Linked DNA regions of Oryctolagus cuniculus: region 1 is linked to region 2. A link is a contact called in public Micro-C data. All regions are on one chromosome and are shown on one strand. The core of a region is the stretch at or near the end of the contact, and the rest is flanking DNA. Distances in the headings are between cores, read along the strand shown.

Region 1 (5,044 bases), core at 1,942-4,441, 170 kb after region 2:
CCCTCTCCCTCCTCTCCCCCCTCTCCCTCCTCTCCCCCCTCTCCCTCCTCTCCCTCCTCTCCCCCCTCTCCCTCCTCTCCCTCTCCCTCCTCTCCCTCCTCTCCATCTCCCTCTTCCCCCTCTCCCTCCTCTCCTTCTCCCCCCTCTCCCTCCTCTCCCCCCTCTCCCCCTCTCCCTCCTCTACCCCCTCTCCCCCTCTCCCTCTCCCCCCTCTTCTCCCTCTCCCTCCTCTCCCCCCTCTCCCCCTCCCTCCTCTCCATCTCCCTCTCCCCCCTCTCCCTCCTCTCCCTCTCCCTCCTCTCCATCTCCCTCTCCCCCCTCTCCCCCTCCCTCCTCTCCATCTCCCTCTCCCCCTCTCCCTCCTCTCCCTCCTCTCCCTCCTCTCCCTCTCCCTCCTCTCCATCTCCATCTCCCTCTCCCCCTCCCTTCTCTCCCTCCTCTCCCTCTCCCTCCTCTCCATCTCCCTCCTCTCCATCTCCCTCTCCCCCCTCCCTCCTCTCCCTCCTCTCCCTCCTCTCCCTCTTCCCCCTCTCCCTCTCCTTCTCCCTCTCCCTCTCCTTCTCCCTCTCCCTCTCTTTCTAGACAGGGTTCTGAGGCACTGTCTCTCTACTTTCGTCTATACCTCTTTCTCTTCCTGTCCACTCTGTTCCTGAACTGTGTCTGCATGGAGGACCTGGAGGAGGCTCCTGGCTTCGGATTGGCCCAGTCCTGGCCATTGCAGCCATTTAGGGAGTGAACCTGCAGATGGACGACCTCTCTCTCTCTACCTCTGCCTCTCTATAACTCTGCCTTTCAAATAAATCAATAAATTTTTAAAAGAGTTATTGATTTATTTGAAAGCATTACAGAAAGACAGAGAGATCTTCCATCCCCTGGTTCACTTCCCAGATGGTCGCAACAGCCAGGGTTGGACCTGGTGCTTCTTCCAGGTCTCCCACATGGGTAGCAGGGGCCCAAGCAGTTGGGCCACCATCTTCTGCTTTCCCAGGTACATTAGCAGGGAGCTGGATCAGAAGTGAGTGGAGCAGCCAGGACACGAACCAGCGCCCATATAGGAAGCCAGCATTGCAGGCAGCCGGTTTACCTGCAATGCTACAACACTGGCCCCATTAATTAGCGTCTTAATTGTGAGGTTAAAGCCTGCCTCCATTTCAAGATTCCCTAACTGGGGCTGATACCATTGCATGGCATGGTGGGCTAAGCCACCACTTGTGATACTAGCATCCATATGGGTGCCAGTTCGTGTTCTGGCTGCTCCATCTCTAAGCCAGCTCCCTGCTAACGCACCTGGGAAAGCACAAAAGATGGCCCAAGTACTTGTATGCCTGCACCCATGTGGGAGGCCCTGATGAAGCTCCTGGCTCCTGGCTTCAGCCTGGCCCAGCCCTGGCTGTTGCAACCAACTGGGGAGTGAACCAGCAGATGGAAGATATTTCTCTTTTCTCTCTCTGTAACTCTGCATTACAAACAAATTAATAATTTTTTTTAATAAAAATATCTATGTTGGTCTTTAATCTTGGGAAACCAACTGTCACAGTGTACCTAGAACTGAGGGAATTAGAGAATTTCAGTTTTAAAACCAAATCTAGGAGTGCCCTTGGGACTCAGGACTTTCCATGTTGCAACCGCGGTTACCCCATTGCGGTTACCCCATTAATAATTCGGTGAGGGATAGGAGGGAAGAACTGCCTTCCTCCAGCTTCTGTGGCCAGGCTAGCGTGAGAGAACGGAAGGGTGTTTCCCACTGGGTCCCCTGGGGGCTTCACCTAACTACCAGGGCCTGGGATGATCAGGCCCTAGGGAGTTAACTGAAAACTTCTGAATGACGGATTAGTAATCAGAATGTCGTGTGGCCAGCCCCCTTTCTGCTTAGAATACCTGTGCGGTAACTGGGAGGGAGTGAGCATTGGAGGGGGCATTACTGGGGGGTGCACTCTATGCTGGCTGGTAACTGACTCCACTGAGTAGGGAGCACTCATTTCTGGAAAGATCTAGAATGTTTGTGACTGGTGGAAACCACGGACGAGGCTTACCAGACTAACCCACGCGTTGGCCGGTGCCTGCTCGCCATGGCTCCTGACCCCGGTGTGTGCTGGTCACCTCTTGGCCTCATCTCATTCCTCTTTCCCGAGTTACAGGCCACAAGTTTCAGATTTGTTTACACAGCTCAATGTTTGGAGTTTGCCTCCTGCTGTAGATCTCCTGTCTTGTGCATGTTCCAGGATCCCAGGTCACACCCATTGGAATTTTCTGGGAATTTTACCTTTATTTTATTTTTACTTTTAAGGCCTATTTTTCATTTATTATTTTTTTAGAAAATTATTGAGTTCATTTGAAAGGCAGAGAGACAGAGAAACAGAGACATACACACACAGGTAGAGCGCCATCTGCTGGCTCACCTCTTACATGCCTGCAATAGCCAGAACCAGGCCAGGTTGAAGCCAGGAGCCCAGAAGTCAATCTCCAGGTCTCCCACCTGGATGGCGGGGACCCAGGAACTGGAGCCATCAACCCTGCCTCCCCCAGGGTGCACGTAGGCAGGAAGCTGGGGTTGGGAGCGGAGCCAGGACTCAAACCCAGGCTCTGTGATATGGGCTGCAGGTGTCCCAGGTAACTGTGGCTGGGCCACTGCCCACCCTGGAACATCCCCTCTATATGCTAACCTGCTCTTGCTGGTTTAGTCAGAAGAGGTGCCTGTCCCAGGCTTGGGCGTTCGCCCTCTCTCCAGCTTCCCCGTGGCAGCCCTGTCTCCGTGGGGATGGTGACTTCTGTGCTGTCTCAAACTACAGGGCCTGTTGCTCCCAGCACCACCTCCTGCCCTAATCCCAGAGACCTCCGTCCCTTTCCACCTGACCTGGCGCTGCCCTCTGGTCCCGCACTCCGGGGTTTACAGCGGGCCAAGAACAGGGAGGGGCTGTTCTGGCCTTGGGGGATGGGTGATCTGGAAATAGCCTTGGGGGAGGGGCCTGATCCCGAATCTGGCACTGAAGTGGCTGCCTGTCGCTGGGACTCAGGCAGGAAAAGGAGGCAGCCCTGCCGACCCAGGGTCTTGACTGCGGTACCGTCCAGGTCTCACTGTTCTACTCGGGACCACCTGGGGTGCCTGCCTGGGGCTCTGCGCTCTGTTGAACTGGATCCTGCCGAGGCGGGCCCTGGGATTGCTGTGGCCTGGAGGTGGTCCAGCTGGCTGCTCACACGCAGCAGCTCTGCTCCACTGGCTGGCCAGGACGCCCCGCTCAACACCAGCCACGCGAGCGGATGTCCCAAGTGATGAAAAGCTGGTCATCAGAGCGGGGCAGTGACGGGAGAGCTGTGAGGCAGGGCGGCCCTGAGAGGGTACCAGGTGCACACTGGCTGTCACAGATGCCCTCCTGGGAGGACCGGCAGCTGGTTAACTCTGACCCACCTGGCTCTCCCCAAGTCAGCCCCTGCCGCCCTGGCACTGACAGTGACAGGCTTGTGGCCTCCCTATCACTTCTCACGGGGCTGGGGGCCTCGCTCTGGCTGCCTGTTCTTGGCTCAGCAGTCCTGCAAGAGCCCCCTGTTCACTGGGGGCTGGCCTGGATGCACAGCTTTCTTAGAAATACATGCCCTCGGGGCCGGCGTTGTGGTGCAGTGCATTAAGCTGCTGCCCACAGTGCTGGCAAGCCCTCTGAGTGCTGGTCCAGATCCCTGCTGCTCTACTTCTGATCCAGCTCCCTGCTAATGTGCCCAGGGAGAGCAACGGATAATGGCCCAAATCCTTGGGTGCCTGCCACCCACAGGGAGACCCAGGTGGAATTTCCGACTCCTGGCTTAGGCCTGGCCCAGCCAGGATGTAGTGGTCATTGGGTGGTGAACCACTGGGTGGAAGATCTCTGTGTCTGTGTCTGTGTCACTCTGCTTTTAAGTAAGTAAACTTAATAAAATGAGTCAGTTAATTTTAAAAAGATAAATGGGCTCATGGGAGGCAGAGTACGTCCAGGCCAGTATGACCAAGGGCGCTTTCTGATGTAAAAGGGGAAAAATCACCACTTGCCCAGGTGCTCAGTGCTCCTCAGCTGTAGGAAGAATAGCAGAAATGTCCCTGGACCCTGCTTCACCTTCACACTAAACCCCGACAGGCCGGCTCCTCCTGACCCCACTGGGGCCTGGTGCCCCGACATCTGGAGTGTGGGTACAGGATGCCAGTTGCCCTGACCTGGGTGATGGGGACACTCCCCACCGCCGCTCCAGGTGCTGAACTCTCTGCACAGGGGTTCAAGGTTCCTACAGTCCCTGAACTCTGCAGTGGCTCCAAGAATCCTCAAAAATGGGACAATTCTACAGCAGCCTGCATCACAAAAGGCAGGAAAGTGCAATGGTTAGAGACACAGACACCACTCAATCAAACCAGGGTTTAAATCCAGCTCTGCCGTTGACTAGTTAGGTCACTTAGTAATCTGACCATTCCCAGCCTGTTTCCCTGCTTAGTTTTATAAGATTCTATTTATTATTTGAAAGGGTTATAGAGGAGAGGCAGAGAGAGAGAGAAAGAGAAAGAGAGGGAGAGGGAGAGGGAGAGGGAGAGGGAGAGGGAGAGGGAGAGGGAGAGGGAGAGGGAGAGGGAGAGGGAGAGGGAGGGAGGGAGGATTTTCCATCTGCCGGTTCGCTCCCCAATGGCCAGAACAGCTAGGGCTGGGCCAGGCTGAAACTAGGAACCAGGAGCTTCATCCAGGTCTCCCTGGTGGCAGGGGCCCAAACAGTTGGGGCAAATTTCTGCTGCTTCCCCGGGTGCATTAGCAGAGAGCTGGATTAGAAGTGGGGCAGCTGGGACTCAAACTGGCACCCATGTGATGCCAGTGCTGCAAGGCAGCGGCTTCACCTGCTAACTCAGAGCGCCAGCCCAGCCCCAGCCCACTCTGTTTCAGTGTTTTTTATTTATTTGAAAGGTAGAGTGGCAGGGAGAGAGCTCTCTCATCCACTGGCTTATTCTTCAAAGGCCATCAACAGCTTGGGCTGACCCAGGCTAAAGGAGCTTGAACTCCTGCGTCTCCCAGGTAGGTGGCAGGGACTCAAGTACTTG
Region 2 (4,948 bases), core at 1,748-4,247:
AGAAGAAACTCCTGGCTCCTGGCTTCGGGTCGATGCAGCTCCAGCTGTTGCGGCCAATTGGGGAGTGTACCAGTGGATGGAAGACCTCTCTCTTTCTCTCTGCCTTCCCTTCTCTCTGTGTGTAACTCTGACTTTCAGATAAATAAATAAATCTTTTTAAAAAGTCATCTACATGCTGAGGGATCCCAATTTTTATCTGCAGTCCCAACATCACTGAACTCCAACTGTCTACTTGATGTCTCCACTTGGATACCTAATGGACAGTTCAAATTTCTTGTGGCCAAATTGGAATTCTTGATTCTCCCACATAGCTGTTATTTTCTTGTTCTTCCCCAAGGTATCAGTGGGACCACGTTCTCTCTGATGGTGCTGGGAGAAATCTCCTCCAGCCTGTCTCCTAGACCTAGTGCTGGTGCTGCATTTCTTCACATCAGCCTCTGTGCACATCTGTCCCTGTGTCCAGATGGCACCTTTTAAAAGTTTGGGACCCATTCTGATAACCTCAGTAATCTGATCACCTGCAAAGCACCCCCCCACCCAATTTCGGGGGTTAGGACTTCATCGTCTTTGAAGAGGATACAGCAGAACCTGAAAATCTGAAAAGATCTTATTTATGTGCTTACTGTCAAATCGTCTCCTCTAGGCTATAAAACATTAAGTCGTTCACTGATGTGGCCCCCGACCTGGAACAGCAGCTGACACGGAGCAGGTCTGCTGCATCTGCTGGAGCAGTGAGTTAAGACGTGCTGTGGATTATCCGCACTCCTCCACCGTCACGTGCTCCCCGGGTGTGCCAGCGTCCGCTCTGTGCAGCACGAGGATTAGCCGACTTCACCAGCACACTGCTAGAGCTGATATACACATATACACTCTCCCGCTCTGCTCTCATTCTGTGAAAGAGAAAACAAGGCACTGAGCGGTTGTATAACTTGGGCAAGGCCATGGGTGGTGAATGGCAAAGATCTGTTTAAAACCCAAGCAGTCTAGATTCGCAGACCCTGGACCCGCTACAAGCACCGCCTCTCTGGGAGCCCATTACCTCGCTGTGCCTTTCTGAGGCGGCAAGCGGGAAGAATGGGAGACCACCAAGAGGCCTAGGTGAGAACTCTCCGGGCGTGATTCCACTCACCTCCTCTAGAGGGAGTCTCAGGCCGCAGGATCCAAGAGGAAGGCGCTCTCTAACAAGCAGTACCAGGAGATGGATCTGGTTCCACGCACGTAAGGGGATCACATACATCCCAGACAACAGGATGGGTAGGCATTTGGTGTGGCAGTTAAGACGCTGCTCGGGACACCCCCATCCCTATCAGAGTACCCGAGTCAAGTCCTGGGGACTCTGGGCTTCCAATCCAGCTTTCCACCAGTGCACACCCTGAGAGGCGGCAGGTGACGGCTCAAGTACTTGGGTCCCTGCCACCCACATGGGAGACCTGGGTTGAGTTCTGAGTCCCTGACTTCGGCCTGGTCCAGGCCTGGCTGTTGTGAGCATTTGGGGAACAAACCAGGACGTGGAAGATCTCTCTCTGTCATTCTAAATATATAAATAAATAAGCGAACATTTCAGGGCCTGGCATTGTGGCACAGTGGGTTAAGCCACTGCTTGCTACACTCATCCCACATCGGAGTGCAAGCTTGAATCCTGGCTGCCCTCCTGATTCAGCTTCCTGCTAATGCACCCAGGGAGCAGCAGATGATGGCCGAGTGCTTGGGCCTGTACAGGAGCCCCAGAAGGAGCTGCAGCATCCTGGCACTGCTCTGGCTCAGCCCTGGCTTTTGCAGCTATTTGAGAAGGAAACGATATGTGAAAGACCTCTCTCTGTCCCTCCCACCCTCCCCTCGTCTCTCTTTCAAATAAATAAATCTTTAAAAAACATACAATATTGGGGCCGGCACTGTGGCATAGTGGGTAAAGCTGCTGCCTGCGGTGCCAGCATCCCATATGGGCACCAGTTCGAGTCCCAGCTGCTCCACTTCTGATCCAACTCTGTGCTATGGCCTGGGAAAGCAGTAGAGGATGGCCCAAGTCCTTGGGCCCCTGCACCCGTGTGGGAGACCTGGAAGAAGCTCCTGGTTCCTGGCTTTGGAGCGGCATAGCTCCAGCCATTGCAGCCAATTGGGGAATGAACCAGAGGATGGAAGACCTCTCTCTGCCTCTCCTTCTCTCTGTGTAACTCTGACTTTCAAATAAATAAATCTTTTTTTTAAAAAAAAAGATAAAATAATGGGCCAGTGTTGTGGTGCCGTGGGTTAAGCCACACCTGTGATGCCGGCATCCCCTATAGGCACCAGTTCAAGCACAGACGACTCCACTTCCAATCCAGTTCCCCTTCCCCCTCCCCATTCCCCTCCCCCTCCCCCTGAATTTACCAGAGAAAGCTTTGGAAGGTGGCTCAAGTGCTTGGGCCCCTCCCACCCACAGGGGAGACCCAGGAGGAGTTCCAGGCTCTCTGCTTCAGCCTGGCCATTGTGGCCATTTGGGGAGTGAACCAGAGTTCTCTGTAACTCTGCCTTTCCCAAAACAAATCATTAAAATAAAAATGATATGATAAGTGAAAGAAGCCAGACACAAAATACTGCCTATTGTATGATTTCATTGCAATGAATGTTTGGAAAAGGCAAATTTATCGAGACAGTAAATTAGTAGAGGCCCCCTTTCGGGGCTGGAAATGAGAACTAACCATAGAGAGGTGCATGCGTGACAGAAAATGTTCTAAAAGTTATGTTGACTGCAAAACCAAAAGTCATAGAACTGCACACTTAAAAGGGGTGAATCTCCTGGTATACAGATTATACTTCAATAAAGTTGTGAAATGCCTCTGCTGGGGCCGGCGTGTGGCGCAGCGGCTTACGCCTCAGGCTGCAAGGCCGGCACCCTCACTGTCCCGACATTGGGGACTGCCCTTCAGCACACGCGGCCAGGCCGCCTGCCGTTCCCCGCTCAGCCGCTGGGGGGCCGCACACCGCAGCCCACGGACCAGGACTGGCGGCGGTTGTCGTGACGTCACGTCCGGTCACGGGCGGAAGTCCTCCGCCGGCGGACCGGGAAGTAGCTAAAGTTTGGGCGATGGCGATTCTGGAGGCCTCGTTCCGAGGCCGACCGGAGGATACGGTGCCCCCGCGATAGACCGAACCTGAGTGGCCGGCTCTAGGGCCCCGAGGTGAAGAGCGTTGGGGACTGAACTGGTACCTTACAAGGGGACCTTGGAACCGTGATGGTCCCTGTTACAGCCCCTTCCCTGACCCTGGGTTCTAACTGGCTTTGCCTGGGCTGCCCCGGAAGCAGGTCCGCCTGGTATCGTACCGCTCCTAGAGGGCTCGGAGCGGACCAGAGTTTTCCCCCGTCACCACCACCAAGGCAGGTAGTAGCCCCGGGCCGGAGGTTAGGGGTGCCGGTTCTGCCTAACGTCGCCTCGTCTCCACCGCCGCAGGGATGGAGGGGTCCAAGACGCCCAGCAGCACCATGCAGGTGAGCTTCGTGTGCCAGCGCTGCAGCCAGCCCCTCAAGCTGGACACGAGCTTCAAGATCCTGGACCGGGTCACCATCCAGGAGCTCACAGGTCAGCGAGATCCCTGCAAAGAGGGTGGCCAAGAACGTGGCAAGTGGGCAGCTTGGAAGCTGTAGGTCTTGTGGTGGCTGTCGGTGGGATCTGTCAGGCTCGCCAGGTGAACCTGGGAAGCTCGCTGCATTTCTCCCGCTCCCTGTTTGCTCGCTGCGAACGTCAAGGAATTCTGACATTGTGCTTCGCAGAGCTTTCTGTAGCAAAGCCAATTTCTATTTTTCTGCTCCTGCTGTGTGGAAGGAAGGGGATGAGCACACACACACGTGCATATGTGTGTGTGCGTGTGTGTGTTACAATAAGCAGCATTTGTTGACTGTCCAAGTGCCTTCCCCCTCCCTATACAGTCCTAGCATCATCACATCATTTTACAGATGAGAATCGAGACTCAGAGAGGTTAAGTAACTTACCCGAGGCCCCGCAGCTGAGTGGAGGAGCAGAGTTTGAGTCCCAGGAAGTGGGGTGAGGTTCAAGAAGAAGACAGAAGGGCAGCTTGAGTAAGCTTTGGGTCTGGAGTCAGCCTGTTTGAGGTGTTTTTTTTTTTTTTTTTTTTTTTTTTTTTAAGATTTTATTATATGTATTTGGAAGGCAGAGTTACACAGAGAGATATCTTCCATCCATTGGTTCACTCCACAGATGACCCCTAGGAACGCCAGGCTGACGCCGGGAACTCCATCCCAGTTTCCCTAGTGGGTGGCAGGGGATCACTGGGGCCATTTTCTGCTGCTTTCCCAGGTGCGTCAGCAGGGAGCGGGATTGTGAGCAGAGCAGCTGGGACCCGAGCCAGCACCCATATGGGATGCCAGCATCACACTTAACTTGGTGCGTCACCCGCGGGCCCCAGCCTGCTCGAGTTTCAATCCTGGCTGTCATTTACGTGAACAACTGTATGCAAAGGGCTTGCCCTCTCTGAGCCTTGGTTTCTCGGCTTCTCTATCTGTAAAAAGTAAAGGTGCTTCATAAGGTAGTTGTCAGGGTCAGTATGACAGAACATGTAACCAGGAGGAAGCTTGCAGGCAGCGCGCAGTAAGCGTTCACTGTTTTATTGCTTGCGTCCTCTTTTTTGAGGGGCATTAACTGTTTACTACAGATTTTCAACTTTTTATGATGGAAGATTTTCAAACACGCTTCATGCAGTCAGGAGAACAGCAGTGCTCTCTGTTGTATCCATCACCTGGCTTCAGCAATTAGCAATACCTGCCCTTCTTATGTTTTCTGTACCTGCCTCTGGCTTCAGCAATTAGCCATACCTGCCCTTCTTATGTTTCCTATTCCTGCCTCATTTCACATCCCCCTCTCAATTACGGTTATCACACTTTTTTTTTCCTGAAGATTTATTTATTTATTTGAAAGTCAGAGTTACACAGAGAGAGGAGTGGTGGAGGGGGGGG

The links. Hi-C and Micro-C count contacts between places; a contact is called where the count stands out from the background.
Region 1: a Micro-C map of ear pinna shows a contact between it and region 2, with 9 times the contacts expected there. The contact joins the enhancer-like site here to the promoter of BECN1 in region 2. A contact is called at or near these places in 2 of 6 Hi-C or Micro-C datasets (ear pinna and an unstated tissue).

Annotation. Positions count from the first base shown.
Region 1 is chr17:20,263,245-20,268,288 of mOryCun1.1, forward strand. No RefSeq gene overlaps it. Among named protein-coding and RNA genes, the nearest start is that of RETREG3, 9.8 kb to the right of the region's middle. Within about 2 kb of position 3,192, at least 2 of the 8 cell types and tissues checked have an H3K27ac peak or open chromatin away from gene starts, as enhancers often do.
Region 2 is chr17:20,090,972-20,095,919 of mOryCun1.1, forward strand. It overlaps BECN1 (beclin 1), which reads left to right and starts at 2,998. Exons shown (of 12, transcript XM_070060660.1): 1 at 2,998-3,158; 2 at 3,429-3,557. The coding sequence starts at 3,431.